Regions from separate parts of the Sus scrofa genome. Here region 1 is linked to region 2. The links are chromatin contacts, called in public HiChIP or PLAC-seq maps. All regions are on one chromosome and are shown on one strand. The core of a region is the stretch at or near the end of the contact, and the rest is flanking DNA. Distances in the headings are between cores, read along the strand shown.

What was found. HiChIP or PLAC-seq counts read pairs in DNA pulled down with a chosen protein or histone mark.
Region 1: an H3K27ac HiChIP or PLAC-seq map of alveolar macrophages shows a contact between it and region 2. The contact joins the promoter of CLINT1 here to the promoter of EBF1 in region 2. A contact is called at or near these places in 1 of 5 promoter capture datasets (fetal skeletal muscle) and 1 of 2 datasets of contacts at active chromatin or transcription factors (alveolar macrophages).

The regions. Positions count from the first base shown.
Region 1 is chr16:65,492,592-65,499,866 of Sscrofa11.1, forward strand. It overlaps CLINT1 (clathrin interactor 1), which reads left to right and starts at 4,892. Exons shown (of 12, transcript XM_021076894.1): 1 at 4,892-5,126. The coding sequence starts at 5,086. It overlaps LOC110257284 (a long non-coding RNA gene), which reads right to left and starts at 4,878. Exons shown (of 5, transcript XR_002339697.1): 1 at 4,785-4,878.
Region 2 is chr16:64,354,687-64,361,957 of Sscrofa11.1, forward strand. It overlaps EBF1 (transcription factor COE1), which reads left to right and starts at 3,325. Exons shown (of 17, transcript XM_005672579.3): 1 at 3,325-3,432; 2 at 4,404-4,522; 3 at 6,622-6,778. The coding sequence starts at 3,340.

The sequences.
Region 1 (7,275 bases), core at 3,642-6,141, 1.1 Mb after region 2:
AAACCCTGGCAAAATCCCTTAAGAGGTGTTTTAAAACACTGATTCCTAAACCCTGCCTTAGACCTGCAGTAGTAAACAATTCTTGCTTTTGTCTGGTGAGGCATGGCTTTCTTCACAGTTTCTTCTGAGAACTTCTCTTTCCCCACTCTACGAGGTTCTCCTCAAGCTAACAATTCCGAAGTGCATGGCCCTAGGATAGGCACATGATCCAAAGTGGGCCAATCAGTGTCATTCCCTGTTCCATTAACCTCAGTGGATCAAAGACTAAAGGTTCTTTGATTGGTTGCCTAATTGAAAAAATGGAACCCATTCCCCACAAGGTAATAGCCCTATTACCTGCCAACTAAAAGAAATTTATCTTCAGTAAAGGAAGATGAAAATCAGAGAGAGTTCTGACAATATTTGCTAAGTTCCCAAGGCAAGTCTGAGTTCTATCTCTGAACACGTCAGTCTCCTGGGTCAATAAATTCCCTTGTTCTGCTTAAACTAGTTTTGAAAGTTTCTGTCATTTGTGGCCGCAAGTAGAGGGAAGAATATACCTACTGACTCAGGAACTCAAAGGCTGGGAAAGAGAACCCACAGATTTGAAAGATGTGTAGGGATTTCCAGTGTAGGTCTAGGTGTAGGATACTCTGACACCAAGCCCTCAGTTTATAAGGAAAAAAGCTGAAACCCACAGAAGGGACTTAACAATAATAAAGAGGTAGAATTTAGTGAGCACTTACTATATGCAGGACCCAATATGAAATGTGTCATAGATATTACTTCATTTGTGCCTCTGCACATCACTTTGAGTTTACTAGGCTTACCATATCTATTTGCTTGTTAACTAAGTCCGTTTTATCTCCAATTATAGGTCTACCACCTTACCACCTAGCTCAGAGACTGGAACATAGTAGGCACTTACCAAATACTTGTCATATTGAACGAATGTTAAAGATGAACACAATTACCAACAGAAGTAGTAGTAGCAGCAGCGGCAATATCATTAACATTGACTGAGTGTTTATTTTCTATTAGTTACTGTTCTAAGTTCTTTTTAAAAATTATCCTACTTTTCTGAAAAGCCTTTAAACTAGGTGGCTGTCATCCCCTATTAGGATAAGAAAACCAAATCACATAAATGTCAAATCATTTCACCAAGATCATATGGTTAGTAAGTACCAAAACTAAGATTGAAACCCAGGCAATCTGGCTCCAGAGTTCCAGTTTACTACTATGCTATCCTGGTTTACTTAAATTATCCAGAATGACCAAGCTACTGAATAAAGATACAGAATTTGGGCCTAGGTTTGCCTGAGTCTAGAATCTGCACTATTTAATCGCTACTTTATACTACCTCTCTGTGGTCAGTTATCTGACAGCTCCTGGCAGTCCACATAAATGGTGCCTGGGGTTGCACAATATATAATCTGCCTATCTCTTGTGGCAACCCTCGTAGTATCACTAAAAACCAAGTATCCTTACTTCTAGAAAGGAGCATTTAGGTAGAATCAAAAACAACATGCACTGGACTAAATATTGAAACTAAGGTACAGCTGTTTGCCTCTTATGCCAGTTTGGAAACTGCAAGAAGCAGAAGCCAAAATGGAATGAGATGTGTAAGAGATTAACTGGAGGAAATGCCTTTGAAGAAACAAGGGAAGAAGGGACAAGAGTAGCTGGGAAGAGTCTCAGACCACAAGGAAGTTCTGTCAAGGGAGAAAAGGGAAAGAAGGAAGATTGGGTAGGAAGAAGATCCGTCCAACAGCAGCAATGCTCTGAGGAAGTCTGAACCAGGTGGACGGGGAGACTAAGGCAATGCTGGCCCAGCAGAGGAGTCCTGCACTGGGCAGAAATGGCCTGGCTCCAAATACTTGTCATATTGAACGAATGTTAAAGATGAACAACACCATGCTCAGTCATTGCCTGGGGAGAGCCCAGTGATAGCAGGGCCTTGGCATAAATGCTGTGGCTGAACCCCAAGAAGTGGCTTTGGAAGCACTGGCCATCCACACTCCTCTCAACTTACTTTCTAGAAGAAAAATCTGGGCGATGCCTTTCCATGGCTGCCACACCCCGGTTCTATGAATTAAACTTCTCCAAAGGAAACACCAAGGAGCCAGCCATATGAGATAAGCAATGTCTACAGCTGCTCCTCTCACACAAATAACACAGCTAGGTACAATTGCTTTCAAACCTTGTTGGTTTGGCCTTACTAAAAGCCCATTTAGTGAAAAATAATGTTTTCCTGAAGAGAGGTAGGTGGGACATTTTCTTGTTTATTTTTCTCCTGTGGACACATTTAAATTGCCACAAAGAAGTTACTATGGAAACCTTTCCCAAACTTGCAAGATAAAGGGTAAAAATGGAACACTTTGTTAAAATGCACATGATTAGTCTTTGGAGATGAGAACCACTTTTTAACAACCTCTCCTTGTCTAGTTCTGAGTCCACTGAAATTCTCTTGAATCAAAGGTAGACAGGCAGGTTTTTGGTGCATTCTAGATGGCATCGGTCAACTGTGAAACTGCCACAGGATGGCAACTCTGGAATAAGTCAAGACACTTTCACACTTGGTATTGTAGCAGCAGATAACAAGATTGTACTCTCTGGGTAACTCTGGTGAAGCTGCTTGAATTGCTATAAAGGCGCAAACAGGTCTAGGGTGGGGAATGTGGTTATTTTTATGCTAGGCCTATTCTGCGGGTGTACCCTGAACCCACTTGTTTGAAAGTTAACTCGCTCAGCTTTTATTTATGCAAAGCAGTTTCTCCTTTTCATCTCCCCTGGCCACATTCCACCCTTTGAATCTTGCTTGGGCTGGACAGTCCTTTCAACAGGAAACATCTGAAAGCCAGATTTCTCTACCTACCTCTGCTCATGTTTAACTACCCTCCCCACTCACCTCGTCACCTCTCCAACTCACTTCCATCTGTCTGCCAGAGCACAGCTGTCTTCTCTCAGCTTTGCTTTTGCACCTTTTCCGCTTTTTTGTACTTTTCTGCCTGGCAATTCTTTCAATCAATTTTGCTTGTCTTGGGCCTTAATCTCAAAGTCTTGTTGAAATCCTTTTCGAAGCTGCTTCTAGTTATTAAATAGATGCAATACGAAGAGGTGATTTGACCTGAAGACTAACCAGGGGTCAGAGGTTCTAGATTCTTGATTTGGGATCATTGTTACCTAGCTTCATTACTAGCAGCTATCAATTTCACGTCTCCTTTGTGAATTAGAGTTTTCATCGGTTCCCCACCCTACACCAGGAATTCTTTTCTTGCAGAATTTTCTTCTTTTGGTCAGCTTTTTAATCACTGAAGTTTCAGCTTAAATAAAATGTCCTCAGAGAGACTCTAAATATTCCATAATGTTATTTTCCTCAAACATCACTCTCCACAACATTATCTCCCGTTTTCTTCAAGCACTTTCTATCAGCAATTATCTTAAATGTTTCCTTGATCACTATGTTTCCTCCAAAGACCTTTAAGATCCAAGAGAGCTGAGGCCTTGCCTGTCTTCTTCCCAACTGTATTCCTCACTCCCCACACATAGAAAATGCTCAATAAAAATTTGTACAGTGAGGAGTTCTCCCTGTGGCTCAGCAGGTTAAGAACCCAACACAATGCCCACAAGGATGTGGGTTAGACCCCTGGCCTCTCTCAGTGGGTTAAGAATCCAGTGTTGCCACAAGCTGCAGCTTAGGTCGCAGATGAGACTCAGACCCGCTGATAATGTGCCTGTGGCGCAGGCCAGCAGCTGCAGCTACGAGGGGACCCTTAGCCTGGGAACTTTCACATGCCACAGTTTTGGCCGTAAAAAGAAAAAAATGTACAATGAAAAGAACTGTAAAGTTTAATTAGTTGGACCACAGGAACTTCAAAGTTGCCCAACTCAAAAATGAGTCAAGAGGAGTTCCCGTCGTGGCGCAGTGGTTAACGAATCCGAATAGGAACCATGAGGTTGCGGGTTCAGTCCCTGCCCTTGCTCAGTGGGTTAACGATCCGGCGTTGCCGTGAGCTGTGGTGTAGGTTGCAGACGCGGCTCGGATCCTGCGTTGCTGTGGCTCTGGCGTAGGCGGGTGGCTACAGCTCCGATTCAACCCCTAGCCTGGGAACCTCCATATGCCGCGGGAGTGGCCCAAGAAATAGCAACAACAACAACAATAACAACAACAACAAAAGACAAAAAAAAAAAAAAAAAGAGTCAAGAGAAAAATGAAGTGACAACTATTGCAATAAAACACTGAATGTGGTAAGAATATTCACCTGACAAGTTCTTGGGCCTGTCATAAGTATTGTGCTGCTGTTTTTCTACAATTTCCCATGGAATGTGAACTGAGTTTCCGAGCTTTATAATAAAGTAACAAGGATAGCAGGTAGTTGCCTAAATATCAAAGCACTGTGTCAAAGAGTGGAAAAAGTTTTGAAACACAACCTATTCAATTTACAAGGATGGAAAAAGTTTTGAAACACAACCTATTCAATTTACAAGGATGGAAATTAAAGCCCAGAGAAGGAAGTATATTTAGACATTTGGAACCAAATACAGAGTAGCTTCTGCAAATGAGTAATACATAGGCCAATCACACTTCCTTATAATCATTATTAACATAATAATACCTTATGTTTGAAAAGCAAGTTTGAGTGTGGCAAGATTCTACACCCCTGGTTCTGAAACGTGAGCATGGAGGATTTGTTAAAGTACAGAGTGCCGAGCCCCACCCCCAGAGTTTGAGATTCTGTGGCTCAGGGGGCTCGGGAGGGGCACGGAGAACCCCGAGAGCTTAAGAGGAAGCACACTAACCTTACCTCTCCAACTCTCCCTGTTTAACTGTCCCGCTTGGCGCGCAGAGAGAACTACAAGTCCCAGCGTGCCCTGCGCGCAGCCGGCGGAAAGGCAGGCACTTCCGCTCCACGCAGCGCCTCTGCCCCCGCGTCTCGACGTGTCACTGGCGGCGCCGCGGCTGTGGCAAGAGAAGGAGCTGACTGGGGGAGTTTGAGGCGGCGGGCGGCGGCAGCGACCCAGGCCTGGATCAGCCCCGACGCGGAAGTGTTCCGGGGTCCGTGGGGAGCAGGAGAGGGGGTAGCGGCCCGGCCCGCTCGGGGCACGATGTTGAACATGTGGAAAGTGCGGGAGCTGGTGGACAAAGCGTGAGTATCGGGGGGCAGTTGTGGCCCAGGCCCACGCGGGAGAAGGGGGTGGGTGGGAAGGAGCCGGCCCTGCGCGCGGGGCCGCCAGCGTCACGCCCCCCGGCTGGTTGGCCCCATCATGGCGGCGACCGGTTGTCTCCCCGGCCCCGGGCCGCGTCCCAGTCCGCGAGTCTGGGAAGGGACCCTTCCTCTTTGGAAACATCCTCTTAGCCGCATTCTCTCCTGCCCAGGCGTTCCTCACCCTGTCCCTACCCTCACCCTTCCAGCTATAAACGCTTTAGTCAGGGGGGTGAGCAGGGTTGTCTTGAGCTGGGTCGCTGCCCTGGCCGGAGAGCTCTCTTGGCTGCGGGCTTTGGGCTTTGCTTCTTGGGCAGCAGCGAACGCTTGGGGTTAGGGGACCTAGTTCACGGGTTCTCTGCGCCCCTCATTGTGGTGCGGAGACCTTAGGTTTGGTCACGATGTGTCCTTTACCTTGCTGGGTTTCTTTTAATCCTTAATGAACCTGGTGTGTTGGAGTGGGTGGTAGGTGTAACAAGTGGCCGTTGTGGTCAGACTGAAGTTACTCAAGAGGCGACTCATCCTTTGCTTGTCTAATACGAGTGAGAGTAGATCACCACATAACTTACTGTGATTCTTTCTTTCTGATCCTTTTCCCCTACACTTCATTTCCCCTCAAGAAGAAAGCAACCCAGGTTTATATCCTGTTGATCCACTTTTAACTCCCCTGACAGGTAAAATGACTAATACATAGTTGATTTTTTTCTTTAAAACTTAAGTGATAACTTTAGTGTCTTACTACCACTAGGGAAACCTTAACACTTAAAGTGAATATATTACAGTGATGTAACAGGGGTTAAGTAAGATCTTCTAGGCCAGCAGGAAATAAAGTTTAGGAATTTAACCAGTCCCCTTCCTTTTGGGTTTTAGTGATGATGCAATAAGTGTGGTGACAAAAACAGTTCATTTGTGCTGCTCACCCAACCTAAAATCAGAAAGTGTAGATGGCAAATTCTTGAGGCTTTCGTGACACCAGAAGAAAATAATTCATTAAGAGGTATAAACTACTAGGTATAAAATAAATTAGATCCAGGAATGTAATGTACAGCATAGGGAATGTAGTCAGTATTTTATAATAACTTTCAAAGGAGTATAATAGAAAAATGTCAAATGATTGTGTTGTACACCTAAAAGTAATATTTTAAATCAACTATACTTCAACTTTAAAAAAAAATTCACAGTGGTTTGGATAGTGCATCAGATAGGATTTAGAATTTGACTATATTTTCAGATTTTCTATGCTACCAAGAAGGTAGTAGAGTGCCTAAGGAGTACAGGTTTTTGAACCTGCAGAGCTGGATTCAAGCTCTGTAACCTTGACAGATTAATTCATCTTTAAGTGCCCCAGTTTTCTCAGGTACATTATGAAAATAATGATAGACACTTACCTTAGAATGTTAATGAGAATTCAGGGCTAAGGGCTTAGATAGCATATAAAGCCCTTAATACAATATGTTTAGATCTGTATGCTTTTGATAATCATAGTCAGTGTTCTGCATCAAGAGTAAGGCTAAACTTCGTTAAGAGAGAAACTCCACGTTTGAAAAGTGATTTGCTGATTTTCCTTTATAAACTGTTCATTTGATCATTAAGCTCTCAATCCTTTATTTTGGATGTTTTGTTATTTATATACCTTTTGCTTTCCAAAGATAAAATAAAATCATAGTTCTTTTCCAGATGCAAGTTCGTTGGTTATTTTTTAATATACGGTAGAAAGACTGGGATACCAGCTAAAATAATCTTTAAAAGTGCAAAAGTCTCTGCAGAACTACCTCTTTATATCTTAGCCCGAGGACAGAAGCAGAAAAACAATTTAAAAAAACCTTGTTATCTTAGGAGACTAAATTTCTGGTACTTAAAAATTTGAAGAGACTACATTTTCAAGAGACAAATCAAGGCAATATTCTTGCTCTTGTTCATTTCATAGTGTCTGTATCACCTTTGTTACTAATCTTCAAATTAAATTTGTCATGTAAGTAGTCACCAAGTCATCTAAGGGGAGAGCCCGTTGTGAAAAATAACTTGTCTTCCATTTTACTACCCAATTTAGAATGGAGACCTGAACCAAGTTATTCAATAACATGTAAGAATG
Region 2 (7,271 bases), core at 2,075-4,574:
TGTTGCTCTGGGGCCCTTGGGGAGCTGCCTCCCGCTCAGGTCCTCAGTTTCCCAGGACCCTGGGTCATCACCCACTCTTACCCATCTCCCCTTGTGGACAACGCCTTGGCCTCTGCTCATCACGCCCAAGACTCCAGGCTGTGAGTGGACGTCTTTGGGGCTGTTCGTGTGCTGCTTCATAAGGCGAACGAACATCGAGGGACTTTTCTAAGGGACAGGTCTTCAGTCTGGCCTCCTGGGGGCGAACGAGCAGAGAAGATTCCCTCTTTCCCTGGGGCGTCCCTATAGTCCCTGTTGGGTTGTGTTTATCTTGTCTCTGCTATTTGAGGGGGTGGGTGTGTTTCCATTTGCACCCGCAGAAATTACTACCGCTACTGATGCTCTTCAGGAAAGGAAATTGATCTCTCTGTGCCTTAAGAGGGTTGGGATAGCCAAGAGCAGGAAGGTTTTAAAGTCTGGGGTGAGGAGGGGGGCTTGCTCACTGGGCCTGAGCTGCTTTCAGTGTGGGGAGTCCCTGAGGGCTGAGCAGCTCTCTCTACTCTACTGTTCAGAGCAACTGAGAGGGAGGGGTGTAGACACCAAATCCCACTCTCCGTGGAAGAAACTTTGAGAAGCTCTGAGGGAGTCTGAACTCCTGGGGAAATATCGAGCATTTCCAATTGCTCCTTCCACATATAAGACTGAAAATGGCTTATGGGAATTTTCAATGGCTTATGGGAATTTTCAAAGTTTAAAATTGCAAGGGCTAGTTCAATATTCATCAGAGGAAATCCATGAAAAGCTACCACTCTGCTGGTCTGGGTGTTGCTCCCAGTTTTTTCTATCACACTCCCTGTCTCTTTTCTACCTTCTCTTTAGCTCCCTTTCTACCTAAACATTTCTTCCTGGGTGAGAAAGCCAGATTGAAAGCACAAGGGCAACCCAGTTCCTGCCCCAGAGCCAGCTATCTCTGGGAACTAAATAGGAGGAAGACAACCTTCACACACACCAGGCCATAGGAGGAAAAATAAAAGGGGGTAGGAATCTTTTGATAAGACCAGTGCTATTTGGCTCTGGGTTGGTGAGCATACTTTATTTAATGGGGCAGAAGGTATTCGTAGGAATTGGGTTGCTGAAGGCTTCTTTCTGTGGGACAGTTTCTCATTAGGATCAGGCAGCTTCAGGCCCCTCAATAAACACTCATTTGCTGAGTACTTCTAGATTTGCTCACACCCCCCCCCGCCCCCGGAAATCCATGTATTGTGTGCCTCTCACTGATCCTGGACCTCAGAGTGGCTGTTTCTCCTTTCTCTGTCACCCTTGGCAGTGATCTTATCCCAACTCTGTGTTCCCCATCACTGGGTTATGTACCTCATCAGATTCAACCTGGTCTCCTGAACGAACACTGCTCCGGAGAGTAAAAGGGAAGCTCAGGCAATTAAGGAGGGGGAGGTCTGGGTCTTATGCCAGTGCTATCTGGGACTCTTTGATAGGAGGGGGGCCCCTGATTCCTGGTCCTCCTTCTCTGAAGGATTCCCCTCAGAGAAGGCAGGGTCTGGTCCAGGCAGGGGAAAGGATTGACTCTGGGGATGCTTTGGGCCTTGGAGGTTAAATTTAGAACTTTAGGAAGTTTTTAGCAGGCAATGGTGCATTAAACTTTTATAGAGATGGAGAATATCCAACTCCCCCTTTCCCCTCTTTACAAACCTTCCAGTGTTTCTACCAACATAGCCTTCATGAACATCTCCTGTGTGCTAGGAACTCTGATAGATGCTGTGGGGATCCAGAGGATCAGACAGATCTCTTCCAGAGGGTCTTGGAGGAGATGGCATTAATTATTTAATTATGGTACCAGGGAGAAAGAGCTCATCACATTAAGTGCTCCACATTAAATGGTATGAGACTGGGCAGGCTTTGTGCACAAGAGATAAAGCAGTGTTGAGGACAGTGGATGGAGCCTCAGGGCTGAAACACAGTCTTTAATCTAGTTTAGAAGTCTGGAAGTAGCTCCCACTTTCCTGCTCTGCCAAGAGCACAAAGCATAACTTCTGCCTGTCTCCATTCCATTCAACATGGGCATGTGTACTTTTCCATCACTGACCCCATGAGTTTCCTAAATCAAAGGGCCAAGGAAAGCCGGCAGAAAGGGGACCTGGATTTCTGGCAGAGAATTTCCCCGAAGGAGTCCTTAGCAGATTTGGCTGCAGTCAGGGAGTTCCTTTGAGGGCAATGAAACAGAAGTTCGGCCTGTGCTTATTAGAGGTTACAACCCGCTAAAAAATGATGGCCGCATTACCCAGAAACATCTAGCTATTTCCTTTGCCAGCCACAAGCATATATGCTGAAAGGTCTGAAGTAGGAGACCATTTCTTCTTCCCTTCCTCCCTCCGATGATCGTTCCCTCCTTCCTCCGTCTCTCTCTTCCTTGACAGGTGGCAGGTGACAGAAGTTGGGCAAAGGTTTGTCCAAGCCCCTCATTTTAACAGAAAGAATGAGGAGGAGAGAAACCCTACACCAAATAACTAATCAGAGACATTGTTGTTGCTTTGTTCGTTACTCTAAAGAAAAACTATTGTGGAGGGGATAAGGGGGTGGGGGTTGAATTCGAGTAAAATTTAAAATGCATCATGGCACAGCTCCAGGGAGAGCATCCGTTCCGCCGTTTACACTTTACATGAAGTGCTCCGGAGAAGTGAGCATGTGAGGACAGTGCCTAACGCCGGCGCCCTCCAGGCTAATCGCCGCCCTTCAGGCTAAATGCTGCCGAGCGAGAAGCATTTCGGAGGCTTGACTATGGGTAGAGCACTGGTCCCCACTCCCTGCGGATCCATAGCGCCTCGCTTGCCTGGGCCCAGGGTCCACTCCTCCCTGCCAGCGTGGAGGCAGTGTGCCCTCCGCAGACTCCCAATACCGATCTCGCGCACCCATTTTCCAACCCACCACCCCCTCCTCAAAGCGAAGAGGTGGGCACCTGGGATGCACGTCCTGCTTTTTCTGCCCGGGCTCTCCTGTCTCCTCCACATTTGCCCCCGACGTCCCAGAACAGCGGAGCAGAACTCGGCATCCGCCCAGCGAGGGCGCAGCCTGTGCGCCTCTAGCGCTTTCAGGGCGCGGCGAGGATGTTAAACCGACCGCAAAGGCCAGGATGCAGACCCCAACTCAAATCCTGCTCCCCTTCTTTCTGTCTCCCTTCTGCCCGAGTCTGCCCAGCTCAGCCCCGCTCCTCCCCAGCTCGGATGTCGGTGCTCGGAGATTCTTCGTTTGCCACTTTGCGAGGAACTTTGGCCGGCTCCCCTGCGCCACCCGAGGAGGGATGTTAGTGAGCTAGCAAGGCCCTACGCTGAGAGCTGGAAGGCACCTATGCTGCGATTGGCTGCGGCGAGGCGGAAGGATGACGTTATGCAAATGAGGGGGCGGCCCCTTGAGGCGCCGGCCCCGCCTCCTCCCTTTGGGGTTAGTGTGCCTGTGTTTAGCTCTGGGGAGAGTCAAACTGGATTCCATAGGGAAAGCCTGCAAATCACTTCTATTTTAGCAAGAAGAAAACAGAATCTCCATTCAGCAGGGTCCACTTCTCTCTCTTTCTCCCTCTCCTCTCCTCTCCTTTCCTCTCCTCTCCTCTCTTTCTGTCTTTCCCTACCCCCCTCCCCCTCCCCCCCATCCCACTCTCCCTCTCTGGTGTATCTGTCTACAGCAACCAGCGTCCTCCTCATCTACACGCACTGAAAGGAAAGAAATATCTTTGGTTGGGAGAGAAGGAGGAAAAAAAAAGAGAGGAAAAACTTGCCTGGTTGTGGAAAATGACACTTGAAGTAGCAAAGCCGGCAGCGCGAGTTGAGTCTATTGTTTCTTAAATTGCCACCAGGGCTTTTTTTTTTTTTTTTTTTTTTTTTTTTTTTTTTTTTTTCTTCCTGCTTCTTCAAGTGAACGGTACCTCTTCAAAAGGAAACTCCAGCCCCTCCTGTCCTCCACCGGCTTGTGATCATTACAAAAAAAAAAAAAAAAAAAAAAAAAAAAAAAAAAAAAAAAAAAAAAAAAAAAAAAAAAAAAAGCAAAAAAAAAAAAGCAGAAAAAAAAAGCACCCAAACCAAAAATTAACCAACCAAACAACCCCCAACAGCCAAGCATACATCTCTATTTTTTTTTATTTTGGTCTTTTTGTTGGATTTTCCCTTCTTTTTTTTCTCCGTTTTTTTTTTTTTTCGCGTTATCGCTCAGTTTTGAGCGAAGGTTTACATTTTTTAAAAATTTGCTTTCCAGCCCGCCTTGATCTTCTAGCGCGAGTTCATCGACTCAAAAAAAAAAAAAAAAAAATCTCTGGCTGGCGTTTTTCTTTCCTTTTTTTTTTTTTTTTTTTTTTTTTTTTTAATTTTCAAGGGGGAGGAGATTTTCCACAAGAAAAGGTTGTTTTCATGTTTGGGATTCAGGAAAGCATCCAACGGAGTGGAAGCAGCATGAAGGAAGAGCCGCTGGGCAGCGGCATGAACGCGGTGCGGACGTGGATGCAGGGCGCCGGGGTGCTGGACGCCAACACGGCGGCGCAGAGGTGGGTACCGCACGGGGACCGCGGCCGGGGAGGCGAGCTGCGAGCAGTAGAGCTGGGAGGCGGTAGCGGCCGTGGCCACGACGGGCCCGGCCGCGCTACTGCGTCTGCCGCTCGGCTCTGTTCGCCTCTGGGGCTCGGTGCTCCCCGGCCGCTCTGTCTTGATTGCCTTCGGCCGGAGAGCCGGGAGCTGCCTGAGAAGAGCCCACGCTTTGCCGGCAATTTCCCCTGCCTCGTCTGTGACTGTTTTCATTTTGTTTTAAGCCAGAAGAGGCATCTCACGAGCATAATGTTGGATATCTGTGTTTTCTGGGATTGCTATTTCTTTTCCGGCCGGTTGTCTTTTCTTTCTTTTTCTTTTTTTCCCCTCCTTCTCTTCCTTCCGTCCCTTTTTTCTTTCTTCTCTGTTTCTTTCCCTTCTTTCCTTCGTTCTTCCTTTCCTTCCTCCTTTCCTTTTTCTTCCTTCTTTCCTTTTCTCTCCTTTAAAAACTTTTCTTTTCCTTCCTTTCCTTCCCTCTTTTGCTCCCTTTCTTTTCTTCTTTCCTCCTTTTCCCTTCCCTTCTTCCTCCTTTCTTTACTTCCAATCTTCCTCCCTTTTTCTTTTCCTCATTCACTCTCTTCCTTCTTTCCTTCCTCTTCTTTCTTCACTCTTACCTCCTCTTTTTTCTCCTGTCTTAACTCCTTTTCTCTCCTCTTTTCTCTCGCCATTTCTCCTTAGAACCATCTCTTGTTTCTCCTCTCTGGTACTCCTTCCCTCTCTCTGGAGCTTTCAGTTTTTCTTGGTCCACCCGGAGAACAGCAAATCCTAACTTTAATTCTGACATCTGCTAAAACTCTTCCCCATTCTCTGTCACCATGGCCCCTTCTAGCCCCTCAGCCACTCTCAGCTCCTGGAATGTGGCCTGGAGGCACTGCTCTTGGAAACTGACCTGGGCGAACTTTCCTGGGCACCCACAGTATCGTTTCTGGGGACTCCTGGTCCCAAGTGAGAAATGGCCTTTCTTTCTTTCTTTCTTTTTTTTTTTTCCAGGCCACCAGCTGGTCTTGGGAGAATGGGAGATCTGGTGGCCCCAGGCCCTATCTAGCCTAGAGAGGGCGGAAGGGGAAGAAGGAGGATGACTAATTACATCATTCTCATCTTCCCCGGGGTTGGGGACAAGTGTCCATAACATTGTTCCCATCCGCAATGATTATAAGGATGGGGTGGTTGGTAGTGAGAGTGAGTTAGGTAACTGGGCTAGAAGCGAAAGTGTGCTGTGTGTTTGTGTGGCGCGTGCGTGTGTGTGTGCGCGCGCCCTTGTGTCGGGCAGGTCGGGCTGTCAGTGGCCGCCCTGCACTCATGGCGCCCCAGCCTCCAGACCCCAGGAGGGCGCGCTCAGCTGTCAGCCCTTGTCCATAGGATTTCTGGAAAGAGTGTGAGGATTTCTGCGGAACAGCGAAAGTTTGTCAGGACAGATCTTTAAAAAATCCCAAGTTCCCTTTCCCACAGCGACCACCTCTGACAGCTCCGAGTTCCACCCGCAGATCCTTTTTCTCCACATGCTTTATTTGGGGGACGTGTGGCTTCCCCAGACGGGGCACCCGCAGCCGAGGGAACATGAGGTTTCCTGGAGGATTGCTGCAGCGAGGAGCAGAGCATGTTCCCCATCCACTCTCACCTGTCCACGGGAGATTCGAGGCGGTGGCGGGAACCAACTCCCATGCCCCCCTCTCTCAAAGTTGTAAATGACCGGCTTAATTCCGCGGTCGCGGATTCACCTCATCCACAGCTACTTTTCTACCTCCCCATGCAGCGCGCGTCAAGTCGGAGTAAATGCGTACAGCGTTTTTTCTTTTGCGCAAAACCCAAACAAAACTTTTACACCTCTTTGGCGAGTTCGGGGGGCTCAGTGGCTCTTGGCGGGGAGGGGAGGACAAGCGAAAGCAGGCATGTCCTGTCGCCAGGTGGGCCTGAGGCTCTTGAGGGTGCGTGTAAGGCCCCCACTGGGTGTTTTGGGAGCAGAGACCGTGGGTGTTTGAGGATTCGCGCGTGTGTAAGGGGTGACAAGGGGTCGCGGGTCGTTGTCCCGCTTAGACGTCTAACTCTGCGTCTTTGGCCGCAGCGGGGTGGGTCTGGCCCGGGCTCACTTTGAGAAGCAGCCGCCTTCCAATCTGCGGAAATCCAACTTCTTCCACTTCGTCCTGGCCCTCTACGACAGACAGGGCCAGCCCGTGGAGATCGAGAGGACAGCCTTTGTGGGGTTCGTGGAGAAGGAAAAAGTAAGTGGGCGCAGCGCCGCTGCCCCTCGCCCCCGGCTGGGGAATAGGCCCAGGCGCTTTGGGAGGCGCGTTCCTCCGCGAGTGCAAAGCATCCGTAACATACTCCTGTGCGGGGTCCCCCAAGCCACTTCCCGTCCTGGGCGAACCCGGGCTCCTCGTTCAAGTCCTGCTCCCAAAAAGTTCGCGCAGAGACCCCAGAGGTGGAGAGAGGCGAGCCTGGCTTCGCACTCTAGAGTCAAGGGCGCTGGGAATGAACCCGCCTTCGACTGCGCGACCACGCGCAGCTCCTACCTCTGCTGGCCCAGGCTCGAGCCCCCAGGCCCTAGAAAGGGGATCGCGCCCGTGCGAGCCCCACGGAATTTTCTGGAAGGATGGAGGGAGAAGTAAGGGTCGGGAGGACGACAGAGGGATTACAGTTGGCCGCAATTTTTGCTGTTCCCCGGGCCTGTCCGGCTCCCCGGCCGGGGGATCCTGCTTGGGGAAAGTTGCCTCA